2 separate regions of the Oryctolagus cuniculus genome follow, and region 1 is linked to region 2. A link is a contact called in public Micro-C data. All regions are on one chromosome and are shown on one strand. Each heading gives the region's core, a stretch centred on a gene start, on an enhancer-like site or on the middle of the called end of the contact. The rest is flanking DNA. Distances are from core to core; before and after follow the strand shown.

Region 1 (5,544 bases), core at 2,582-5,081, 48 kb after region 2:
TTGGGGCAGGGGACAGTCAGCAAGGACTCCTGGGATTCTTCACCCCACCCAGGAGATGCTAACACCCCAACCGGCTCTCATCCTCCAGCCCTGACCAGTTTCGAGGTGGTGATCCAGTACGGCCTGGCCACTCCCGAGGGCCTGGCTGTCGACTGGATTGCGGGCAACATCTACTGGGTGGAGAGTAACCTGGACCAGATCGAAGTGGCCAAGCTGGACGGGACCCTACGCACCACCCTGCTGGCCGGGGACATTGAGCACCCAAGGGCAATTGCCCTGGATCCCCGGGATGGGTGAGGCCCTGCCCCGCTGTCTTTGGAAGGCCCCACTGCACCTGCTGGGGACACCGCAGTGCTGGCTGCCCCATTACCCTTTACCTCTGCTCCTCCCCTCCACCCCTGCCCTCCTGACCCTCTCTCCCCACCCCCCCAGGATCCTGTTCTGGACAGACTGGGACGCCAGCCTGCCTCGTATCGAGGCCGCTTCCATGAGTGGGGCCGGGCGCCGCACCGTCCACAGGGAGACAGGCTCCGGGGGCTGGCCCAACGGGCTCACCGTGGACTACCTGGAGAAGCGCATCTTGTGGATCGACGCCAGGTCTGTGCCTGCACCACACCCCGCGGGGCCCAGGGGGCAGGAGCGGGGGAAGCAGGAAGAGGATGGTCAAGGGCCAGGCACAGTGGGACGAGGGCAGAGGCTGGGGCCAGGGGCAGTGGGTGAGAGAGAAGAGGGCAGAAGCCAGGCTGTTGCCTGCGGTGACCCCAGCTGGGCTCTCTGTGAGCCCCAGGCCGTGGCCTCCACGGGGGGGGGGGGGGGCACATGAGGAAGGGACAGTGTTCTAATCTGTCTGTCCAGAGAGGGTGTCTTTCCCTAACTCTCTCCCGCGCCCTGAGTGCCGCCTGCAGCCTGGGAAGAAGTGAGCCAGCGCACTCCCCTGGGGGGTTCGGGAACAGGGGCCCAGCAGCTGGAGCCCAGCACCGCCCGGCTCCGGCCTCCGGCCTCCGGCCTCCCTTCTCCCTTGTGCTCGCTCTGACCAGCCAGGCCGGGAGGAAGGGGTGCTGGCTGCGTGCTCAGCAGGCCGGGCTGTGGGCCAGGGCAGGGTAGTGGACACCCCACGCGGGGTGCTAAGGGCTGAGCTCCCCGCCCGCATCCTCACTCTGCCGCCACCCCGCTCTCAGGTCAGACGCCATCTACTCAGCCCGCTACGACGGCTCCGGCCACATGGAGGTGCTTCGGGGACACGAGTTCCTGTCGCACCCGTTTGCAGTGACGCTGTATGGGGGGGAGGTGTACTGGACCGACTGGCGTACAAACACACTGGCCAAGGCCAACAAATGGACCGGCCACAACGTCACCGTTGTCCAGAGAACCAACACCCAGCCCTTCGACCTTCAGGTCTACCACCCATCCCGGCAGCCCATGGGTAAGGGCCAGGGGCCTCGAAGGCACTGGAGAGACGGGCTGGGGTCTGTGCTGGGCAGGCAGGGGCGGGAACAGAGCAGGAGCAGGGGCATGCAAGCCGAGGTGAGAAAGGCCAGGCCTGACCGGCAGTCCCAGGAGCCTCTTGTTCCTCTTTCCGCCCCTGCTCCCAGCTCCCAATCCGTGTGAGGCCAACGGGGGCCGTGGGCCTTGCTCCCACCTGTGTCTCATCAACTACAACCGGACGGTCTCCTGCGCCTGCCCCCACCTCATGAAGCTGCACCAGGACAACACCACCTGCTATGGTAGGCCCACCCCTCCTCCATTGAGGCCAGGCGGCTGAGGGAGGGCTCTCTGGCCCCCAGGATCCCTGTCCTTTAAGTAAGGACCCAGGCACCAGTGCGGGGAGCCGAGGCTGGAGCTTGAGGGGTGGCTGCACCCAGTGGGGCGTTTCCCCAGAGCCCAGGGCCAGCAGCAAGTGGAAGGGACCTCCGGCGTTGGGGGTGGTGGTTGGCTGGGAAGCAGGGAGGCAGGGACTGCCCCCAGCGACCGGCCCTGTGCCCCGCAGAGTTTAAGAAGTTCCTGCTGTACGCGCGTCAGATGGAGATCCGGGGCGTGGACCTGGACGCCCCCTACTACAACTACATCATCTCCTTCACGGTGCCCGACATCGACAACGTCACGGTGCTGGACTATGACGCCCGGGAGCAGCGCGTGTACTGGTCGGACGTGCGCACCCAGGCCATCAAGCGAGCCTTCATCAACGGCACAGGCGTGGAGACAGTCGTTTCTGCAGGTGCCGGCCCCCCGCCCGGCCCCTGGGCCCTCCCCGGTCCAGTGCTCCATACCTGCCCTCCTCCCAGCCCGGGCCCTGCGAGCGCCCAACCATGGGCTCTCCACTTGTGCCCCTAGATTTGCCCAATGCCCACGGGCTAGCTGTGGACTGGGTCTCCCGGAACCTGTTCTGGACGAGCTACGACACCAACAAGAAGCAGATCAACGTGGCCCGGCTGGACGGCTCCTTCAAGAACGCGGTGGTGCAGGGCCTGGAGCAGCCTCACGGCCTGGTGGTCCACCCACTGCGGGGGTGGGTCCGACGCCTGGGGCTGGGGGGCTCGGGGGGAGAGGCTGGGCAGGTGGGCAGCGGGAGACCCTGACGCTGCCACTGTCGGCCCCACCTGCAGGAAACTCTACTGGACGGACGGTGACAACATCAGCATGGCCAACATGGACGGCAGCAACCGCACCCTGCTCTTCAGCGCCCAGAAGGGCCCTGTGGGTAGGAGCCTGCCCTGCCTGTGCCTGTAGCCCTCCCCCAAGTCCCCGAGCGTGAGACGCTCGCGGGGCCCTTGCACCGTCCCAACCTCGGTGACTGTCCAGATGCCCCTTCCACGAACTCTCACCCCTGCCCCCCGCCCTCCTGGTTCAGGCCTGGCCATCGACTTCCCTGAGAGTAAGCTCTACTGGATCAGCTCCGGGAACCACACCATCAACCGCTGCAACCTGGACGGCAGCGGCCTGGAGGTCATAGACGCCATGCGCAGCCAGCTGGGCAAGGCCACCGCCCTGGCCATCATGGGTGAGGGCCCGCCGCGGGGAGGGCAGGCCACGCACAGATGACGGCCTTGGGGCTCCGCGGGCCTCACCGCCTCCTGCCTCCCCAGGGGACAAGCTGTGGTGGGCAGATCAGGTGTCGGAGAAGATGGGTACCTGCAACAAGGCCGACGGCTCGGGCGCCGTGGTCCTGCGCAACAGCACCACGCTGGTGATGCACATGAAGGTCTATGACGAGAGCATCCAGCTCGGTAGGCGGCAGGGCTGGGGCGGGGCCTGGAGTGCAGAGCGGGCAGCGGGGCTGGGGCAGGGGTCTGGAGCTCAGAGGGGGCAGCAGGGCTGGGGCAGGCCCGGAGCTCAGGGCGGGCAGCGGGGCTGGGGCAGGCCCGGAGCTCAGAGGGGGCAGCGGGGCTGGTGGGGCCCAGAACTCAGGGCGGGCAGCGGGCAGGGCAGCGGGCCGGAACGGAAGTGAGAGGCCTTGGCTGCACCCCCCACCGTGGGCTCCTTTTGCTCCTTCCCATGACAGCCTTGGTCACCGGCCCTGGGAGGACAGAAGACCTGGGAGCGGGGTGGGTGGTAGCCCCCACCAGGCCCAGGGTGAAGGTGGTGACCGTCCCGAAGGCCCCCTGACCCTCTGTCTGCCTCTCACCCCCACCCCCCAGACCACGAGGGCACCAACCCCTGCAGCGTCAACAACGGCGACTGCTCCCAGCTCTGCCTGCCCACGTCGGAGACGACGCGCTCTTGCATGTGCACGGCCGGCTACAGCCTCCGGAGCGGCCAGCAGGCCTGCGAGGGTCAGTGCGCGGCCTCTGCTCCCCCACCCTGGCCCACACCGCGGGCAATGCTGCATTCCTCCGGCGCCCTTGGGTGAGGTGTCTGAGAAGCCCCCACGCGGCTGGGCGCCATGGGAAAACCCAGGGAGTGAAAGCCCCGTCCCTGGCTCTGCAGGGGGCCAGCACGGAGGGGAAGCTGGACCGTGGCGTGGCTCTGACTGTCCAGTGCCCACCCATAGCAGGGTTTTGGGGAGCTAGATGCCAGCCTCCTGGCAGAGGTGTGCTGTGAGCTGGGTTTATAGGAAGAATGAGTAGCATTGGGACGCACGGCCTGCAGGAGAAGGTTCTAGGCCCACACAAAGGGGAAGCTAAAGCCGTGCCCCAGCCCAGTGCTGGAGACTGTGCGTAGGGCCCTGAGCCCAGAGCGCTGGGCTGGGTGTGGGAAAGTCCTGGTGATAAGGCGGTGAGGTCGGGAGGGCGGGGCTCCTGCGGGTTCTCAGCTGGTGGTGCCTGGAAGTGGTGTTTGGGGAAGATTAAGCTGGCGGCAGCAGGGGAGCAGGAGAAACCAAGGCAGTTAGACCAGTTAGGAGGCTTTGGGGTAATCCCAGGGTGAGCAGCAGGGTCTGGGCTGAGAGTCAGAGGCGTTTCACGAGCCCCTGTTGACTGATTTATGGGCCCCTGGGAACCTCCGCCTTTGATGTGGGCACGGCAGGGAGGCAACGTTGAGGCTGCGGAACTTCGCAGAACTTCTCAGAGCCTTGAATGTGTCCGTGCACACCAAGAATTCTTCAGGCACGGACTCCAGCATTCAAATATCAGGAACATTAGACTATTAGAAATAAGCACTTCTAGTAAGCAACGTTAGGAGTAAATATGCAAGCACGGCCTGTAGCATTCGGGTTTTTCCCTCACTGGGGCCCCTTTGGGCGTTCATTTGGGGCCAACCTGCATGAGAGGATAAAGGCAAGGGAGGGCTAGGGCTACGCGGGGAATGGAGGGCTGGCAGCAAGCAAGGTGCTGGGAAGGTTTCTGGGTGTTGGAGAGAGGGTGTGGCCTGGACCAGTCAGAGGGAGGACAAAGAGGAAGCTAAGGTCAGGCGGAGTGCCAAGCTGAAAATCTAGATTGGAGACGTCCCATCCTGATTGTCTGAGCCTCCCCCAGGGCCTCTGTGGGGAGCCGCCCGCCTTGTGTTGTAAGGGCCAAGTGAGGGGAGAGAAAGCCGCGTCTCTGCTGCCCCCTCATGTCCGTGAGAGGTCCTGCAGGCACTCGCCCTCTAGCCAGGAGGACTTTCTTCAGCAGCGCCAGGCTCTGGGTCTCAGACACCTTTGGGTCAGGGGCGATGGCTGGGGGGAAGATACCAAAGAGGAAGCAGAGAAGAGCGGTGTGAAGGTAGCAAGAGCCAGGCTTCAAGGAGCGTCGCGAGGCCCGTGCCTGAGGGGTCATTGCCTTTCAGGCGTGGGCTCCTTTCTCCTGTACTCCGTGCATGAGGGAATTCGGGGAATCCCCTTGGATCCCAATGACAAGTCAGACGCCCTGGTCCCTGTGTCAGGGACCTCGCTGGCTGTTGGCATCGACTTCCATGCTGGTGAGACATTGGGTGACGGGGGATGGCGGGACGTGACCCAGGAGCTTGGGGACCTGCACTGGCCCCCAGCACCTGACACCTGCTGCATGATTCTGGCCCCTGGTCTTGCCCCCGCCACACCGGGTATCCTCACGTGGGCACCTCCACTTGCAGAGAACGACACCATTTACTGGGTGGACATGGGCCTGAGCACCATCAGCCGGGCCAAGC
Region 2 (6,165 bases), core at 1,618-4,117:
GCTGAAGCTGAGCTGATCTGAAGCCAGGAGCCAAGAGCTTCTTCTGGGTCTCCCATGTGCATACAGGGGTTCAAGCACTTGGGCCATCTTCTACTTCTTTCCCAGGACATAGCAGAGAGCTGGATTGGAAGAAGAGCAGCTTGGACTAGAACTGGTGCCCATATGGGATGCCAGCACCATGGGCAGAGGCTTAGCCCACTACCCCACGGCGCCAACCCCATCAAATAATTTTTAAAATTAAAAAAAAAAAAAAAGAGCTGGGTGGATACAAAGTAAAGACATGGTCCTTGCCCTCCCTCAAGGCGTTTATGATCTAGTAGTGAACTCTGAACCACAAAATTAAGTGTTAGCCACCGCTGCCGAGCCTGTGCTGAGTACACGTTTGGAAGAGGGGAGCTGGACAAATGGGAATAACAGGCGCTGGGGGGTCTAATTACAGGCTGTCTCATCTCACAGGACACGCTGAGCCCGTCACACACTGGAAATGAGTGCTCAGCAACCCTGACCACTAAGCAAGGAGATTCCAAGCAGGCAATAGAGAGCGTGAGCTGCGTGCGTGCAGACGGTGCGGAAGCCTGACAAAAAAAAGCAAGTTCAGGGCCAATTCACGTTATTTGAGCTCATTTGTGATGTTTGAGGATATCCACTTGTAGTTGTTTATCAGTATGAAACTAAACAGGGGCCAGCAGTGTGGTGTAGCTGGTAAAGATGCCACCTGCAGCGCCGGCATCCCCTATGGGCACCAGTTCGAGTCCTGGCTGCTCCACTTCCAATCCAGCTCCCTGCTATGGCCTGGGAAAGCAGTGGAAGATGGCTCAAGTCCTTGGGCCCCTGCACCCATGTGGGAGACCTGGAAAGAAGCTCCTGACTCCTAGCTTCAGATCCACTGTTGTGGCCACCTGGAGAGTGAACCAGTGGATGGAGGACCCTCCCCCGCCCTGCCTCTCTGTAACTCTGCCTTTCAACTAAATAAATAAATCTCAAAAAAAAAAAAAAAAAAAAAACACCAAAACTAAACAAACTCCTGGAGGGAGACCCTGAAGTCTGTTAGTAACAGTTACCCTGAGGGTGGGGCTGAAGGGCGGGTGTGCGCACCGCGGGGAATCGAATTTATTTTTCACCTTGCACCAAACTCTGAGTGTTTCAACCGCCAATTATTATCATTTTTTTGCAATGCAAAGTTAATCAAAATAAACACAGGTATCTTCCCCTCCGAAGCCGCCTGAAGTCTGCCTCCACTTGATTTCCCTTGGGCCACAACCTCGGGAGGAGTCCTGGCAGGAACCTAACAGGCATGGGTTGAAAGCATTTCAGCCCCTGCCCTGTGCCGGTCACTGTGCAGGGCCGCGAGGGGCGGGGCGGATGAAAGGGGGAACGCGTCCCCACCCCTGCTGGGAGAAACTCTCTGGCAGTGGAAGTGGAGGAAATCTGAGACACGCTTCAAAGGGGGAAAAAAAACGCCAACCCAAGGAAAGGCTGGCAAGATGGGACATAGGAAAGAAAGGCCCCGTGGAGCTTGGCAAACAGTCCGAGGTTTCCAGCCTGCGAGCCTTAAGGGCAGGTGGCCGTGGCCGGGAAAAGTCCTGGTGGTCAGGCGCGGCTCCCCCTCCAGCCGGGCACCGACCGGAGCGGGCTCTCCGGGCCCTGCCCGCACGGAACCCAAAAGGCAGAAGAAGGGCAGCGCCCCGCCCTCATCGCCAAATTCTATTTCTGGCATTCGCTGCCGTCTGCCCCGCACCCTGAACGCGGGCTGCCAGACACCCAAAGTCAGGCACCAAGGGTACAGCCTGAACACGCCGCCCAGGAGGGGGCGGTGGCCAGCAGCTCGGTCGCCGGCCCCCGGGAACCGCCCGGAGCCTTCGGGGCTCTGAGGGCCTTCCCCCCCACCCCACCTCCGGCCAGAGCCTGGGACAAAGGTCCCGCGCGCAGCCGACGCCGCTGGGAACCCAGGGCCGGCCGCCCTCGGCTTATTCCAAATCCCCGACCTGGTGGGAAGCCAGTCAGGCAGAAGGCATAAAAACAAAAAAAAGATAAATAAATGCAATAAATAAGCGAGCCCCGACCTCTCGGGGGTGGCCCTTCCTCGACCCCACCCGCTGACTCACACCTCCCTCCAGACCCGGACCCGCCCCTCCCGCGCCCAGTGCCAGGCGAGCAGGGCGGGGCGCGCGCTAAGGTGGGCTCCATCCCCCGAGCCCCAGGCGGCGGACAAGCTCCGGCGTGTCCCCGCGGGTGTCCCTGTTTACTCCGAGCCCGCGAGCGAGGAGGGGGCGGGCCCTCGCGGCCCCTCCCCCAACCCGGCCCCCGGCGCCGCGGGCCCCAATCCCGGTCCCCGTCTTTCAGAGTCTCCAAATCAAAGCTCGGCCTCTCTCCCCGTACCTTCCCCGCGGACTGGCCGCCCCTGCCCCCACCCCGGGCTTTGGGGAGGCGTCGGGGTTCCCCAAGGAAACTGGGCCTCGGCCCAGACCACCGGGGCCTGGACCCCCCAGAGCGGCCCGCAATCCTAGGCTCTGACACTGAGTTTCAAAGAGAAGCCGCTGCGTTCTCCTCGCCCACCGCCCGCTCCCAACCGCGGCCCCCCGCAGCTCTCCGCAGCGCGGGTCGCAGGGAGGCCCGCTCAGGGGAGAGCGAGCGCCAGGCCCCAAGTCGGGCAGCGGGCCCCCGGGACCCCCATTCGCGGACCGCTTCCCAGAAGTCCAAATCCCGTCGCTGCTCCGACTCCCCCTCCCCAGGGCAGCGCGCCAAACCGGCGCATGCGCACTCCAGGGACTGCCGCGTAGCTCTCCCCCCCCCCCGTTTTTCTTTCCCCGCCCCTTCCCTCCCTCCCTCCTCGGCCCGTCCCCTCCCTCTCCCCCTCAACCCCCCCCCCCCCGCAGCACTTCAGTCCGGGGAACAGTGGTGCGAGCTCCAGGCCCGTGCACTGAGGAGGCGGAAACGAGGGGAGCCCCCAGAGCTCCATCAGGCCCCTCCAAAGGCTCCCCGACCCGGTCCACGCCCCCCACCCCCACCCCGCCTCCTCCCAATTGTGCATTTTTGCAGCCGGAGGCGGCTCCGAGATGGGGCTGTGAGCTTCGCCTGGGGAGGGGTAGAGAGGAGCGAGGAGTAAAACGGGGGGCAGAGGGTTTGGATTTGGGGGCAGGGGGCGCACCCGCGTCAGCAGGCCCTCCCCCAGAGGGCTCGGAACTATCCCTCTTCACCCACGCCCCTGGTACGCTTTGCCGGAGGAAAGAATAAGAATAGAGGAGGAGGAGGGGGGAAGAAAAAGGGGGACCCCCCAGTTGGGGGGGGCACGAGGGTGAGAAGGAGCAGGACCGGAGGGAGGGGCTGCTGCTTGCATCAGCCCACACCATGCTGACCCCGCCGCCGCTGCTGCTGCTGCCCCTGCTCTCAGCTCTGGTCGCGGCTGCTCTCGACGGTGAGTGAGATTCCGTGGCCCCCCTTGGACCCCCGGGAGCACCTTCTCTCCAGCCCCCACTCCTGCGAGCGGGTGGGGAAGGGAGGCGCGGGAGGGGGTGCCTTTTGTTATCCCGGTCCAGCTGACACAGCAGCGGCCCGACTGGGGGCGGGGATGGGGTCCGATTTGGGGGATGGGGGCCCTGGGCAGATGATGCTTTCAGGACCCCCCAGCTCAGACAAAGAGTGAAGGCCTGGATGGGGAGAAGAGGGCGCCCCGGTTTTTATGATTCTAGGATCGGAGAGGCCTTCTTTCCCTCTCTCTCTGGTCGGGGAGGGCCTGTGCCTCCCCCACATCCTGCACCCCCATCTGAATTGTGAAGGAATCCGGATTTGCAATGACCGCCTGCAAAGGGGGTGCAGGGCAGGGTGGGGGCACCTTTTGCGGTGGCCTCTGAAGCTGGGCAGAGGGCAGGCAGGCCCAGGAAGGCTGTGGATGGGGAGAGGGCAGGCCCCCTGCTTGGGTGTGGGTTGGCCTGGGAGCCCAAGCCTGGAGGCCTGGGGTCCAGGCCCCATCCAGGACTGCTTGTCTGGCTTCTAAAGGGGGCACTTCCCCCTCCCAGGGCCTCTGTCAGTATCCTGGGTAGGGCTGTGTTGGGGGGCGGAGAGGGGGCGCTGGTGATGCTCTGTGACTTTAAATTTCCCTTCTTAATTCCTGGGAGCTTCAAGATGAAAAAAAAAAAAAAAAACACGTCAGATGTCATCACTGGGGAAGGGGACTGGGGAGCGGCCAGGGTCTGAGGCCAAGGGGAAGCGCGTCCCCCCTGGCTTCTGGCTGCATCCCAGCTGGGACTGCAAGGGGAGCTGGAGGTTGGATGGGGCTCAGGGCCGTGCCCCCGCCCCCCAGTTCTCTCATTCAGTAAATGTGTGCACCCCTGCCATCCCACTCACACACTTTATATACTGCGCAGTTACTGGAACTAGACCTGGGTCCTTTTGAGGAAATGGGGTGCCCCTCTCTCCCTTTTCTCTGTCAGCTGTTTTTTTCCTTTCCTTGTGAGTCACTGGTTCAAGTCTTGCCCAAGCTTTAAGCTGGGGTCATGCGGTTGGGCTGGGCTGGGTCCCCGGTTTGAGAATGGGTGGGATGTTTGGCTGTCCATCCGGGGACAGGATGGCCTGATCCCATCGCACACCCCCTCCCCTGCCTTCTGAATCTTGCCAGGCTGGGATTGGGAAAGTTTTTCTCTGAAATCAGATTATCACCCCCCTCCTCCCCCTCCCTGACTTGCTTCCATTGAGGGAGGAGGGTTGGAAGGTTAGGACGCAGCTGTGCCCGGAAAAGTGTATTCAGTGGCCCTCAATCGTGCTGTCTTGGGGGCTGTGTGTCCACCCCCACCCCCTCCCCCAGCACACATATCCATTATCTGCCCAGGAGGAGAAAGGGGGCTCTGCCTCAGCCCGGCCCTCACATCCAGCCCCGGCCCAGCACTCTCTCGAGCTCTCAGCCCTGTGAGGTGAGAGGGGAAACTGAGGCAGAGAGGTTTGGGCACGGTGGCTTCTGGGAGGAATGGAAAAAAAATGTTAGAGGCCCATCAGGAGCCCCCTAAAGGAAGGTGGACCCTTTAGGCAAAAGCCAGCGTGTCTCTGCAGATGGCAGAACCCAGTCCCTCGGGTTCCACTGGTTCTGCTTGTTGGTGCTAACCACGAGATGGACACTGGACATGTTCTCCTGAACCATCTCTCTCCCTTTTCTTAATGTCTCCCCCTTCCTCGTCTGCTTCCCCAGTTCAGACCAAACTGTGCAAGTCCCAGGGAGAGGACCCCTCCCCAAACACACACCAGCTCTGGCCATGGGCAGCCTGGGAGAGCCCGTAATCCCTCCCCCTTACCGCCTTGCCTGGGGCCCAGACACTGAACTGTCTTATTCGCTTTCCAGAGAAGGAACCCTCCAGGCCCAGCTGGACTGACCTAATGTCTGGCCTGCCTTCCTCTTGCTGTCCAGGCTGCGGGAGCAGTCCCAGGGCCTTCTCTGTCTCTGCCTTCTCTTCATCCTGGGTCCCCCTGTCTCGGCCGAGCACTGTCACTCCCCATGAGTAGACAAAACTGCTAGTGCTTGCTCCTGGGGAGGAGGAGGAAGATGGGAGGAGAGGTTGTGCGGGCCTTGCCTTGCTGGAGGGGTTTTGTGGAGGGGGAGCACTCCCAGGCAGAACCAGCTGGTGGAAGAAGGCTGACTCCCACCTCTCTCCCTACCTCCTGGAGCTGGGGTAGTGCCTGGCCAGGATGCGTGGACAGCTGAAGTGCATTAGGAGGCTGGGGTCTCAGCCTCCAGGTTCCCTGAGAGAAGGTTCCAAACTCTGTTCCCTTGGTCAGACCTCCCCTTAGCCTCATCTCTTAAGACAAAGATGCTGCAGAATTCATTTGGGGATGGGGGTCTTTCGATGTTTGGGGCTGTTTCACAAAACTTCCCCCTCCACACTCTTGTTTCTTTTCCCTCTCTTTCCATCTTTTCCATATATATATATATATATATATATATTTAATACCCTCAATCACTTCCCCCATCACTGGGCTCCCCAGCATGACATCTGCAGCACTGGCCAGGTCAAGTCCCGGCTGACTCTTCCCAATGCCTTCCTTGCCTTTGGGAAGCCCTTCTGTGCTCAAGTGCCACTCTCCCCCTGCTGTGGGTCACACCCCCAGTGCTCTGCTCCCAGGGTCCTCTGCACCCCTGTGGGCCCACCCCACCCCTCAGGTTCTCGGGCTCTGGAAAGG

What was found. Hi-C and Micro-C count contacts between places; a contact is called where the count stands out from the background.
Region 1: a contact with region 2 is called in a Micro-C map of ear pinna, with 2.2 times the contacts expected there. The contact joins the enhancer-like site here to the promoter of LRP1 in region 2. A contact is called at or near these places in 5 of 6 Hi-C or Micro-C datasets (ear pinna, liver, psoas muscle and 2 more).

The regions. Positions count from the first base shown.
Region 1 is chr11:59,821,315-59,826,858 of mOryCun1.1, forward strand. LRP1 (LDL receptor related protein 1) reads left to right here. Exons shown (of 89, transcript XM_051832985.2): 25 at 89-293; 26 at 433-597; 27 at 1,179-1,423; 28 at 1,593-1,724; 29 at 1,988-2,215; 30 at 2,332-2,506; 31 at 2,604-2,698; 32 at 2,849-2,998; 33 at 3,084-3,224; 34 at 3,636-3,770; 35 at 5,203-5,334; 36 at 5,488-5,544. Among named protein-coding and RNA genes, the nearest start is that of NXPH4, 32 kb to the right of the region's middle. Within about 2 kb of position 3,832, at least 1 of the 8 cell types and tissues checked has an H3K27ac peak or open chromatin away from gene starts, as enhancers often do. A contact at or near this core is called in ear pinna, where this site is marked.
Region 2 is chr11:59,774,127-59,780,291 of mOryCun1.1, forward strand. It overlaps LRP1 (LDL receptor related protein 1), which reads left to right and starts at 2,868. Exons shown (of 89, transcript XM_051832985.2): 1 at 2,868-3,415. The coding sequence starts at 3,349.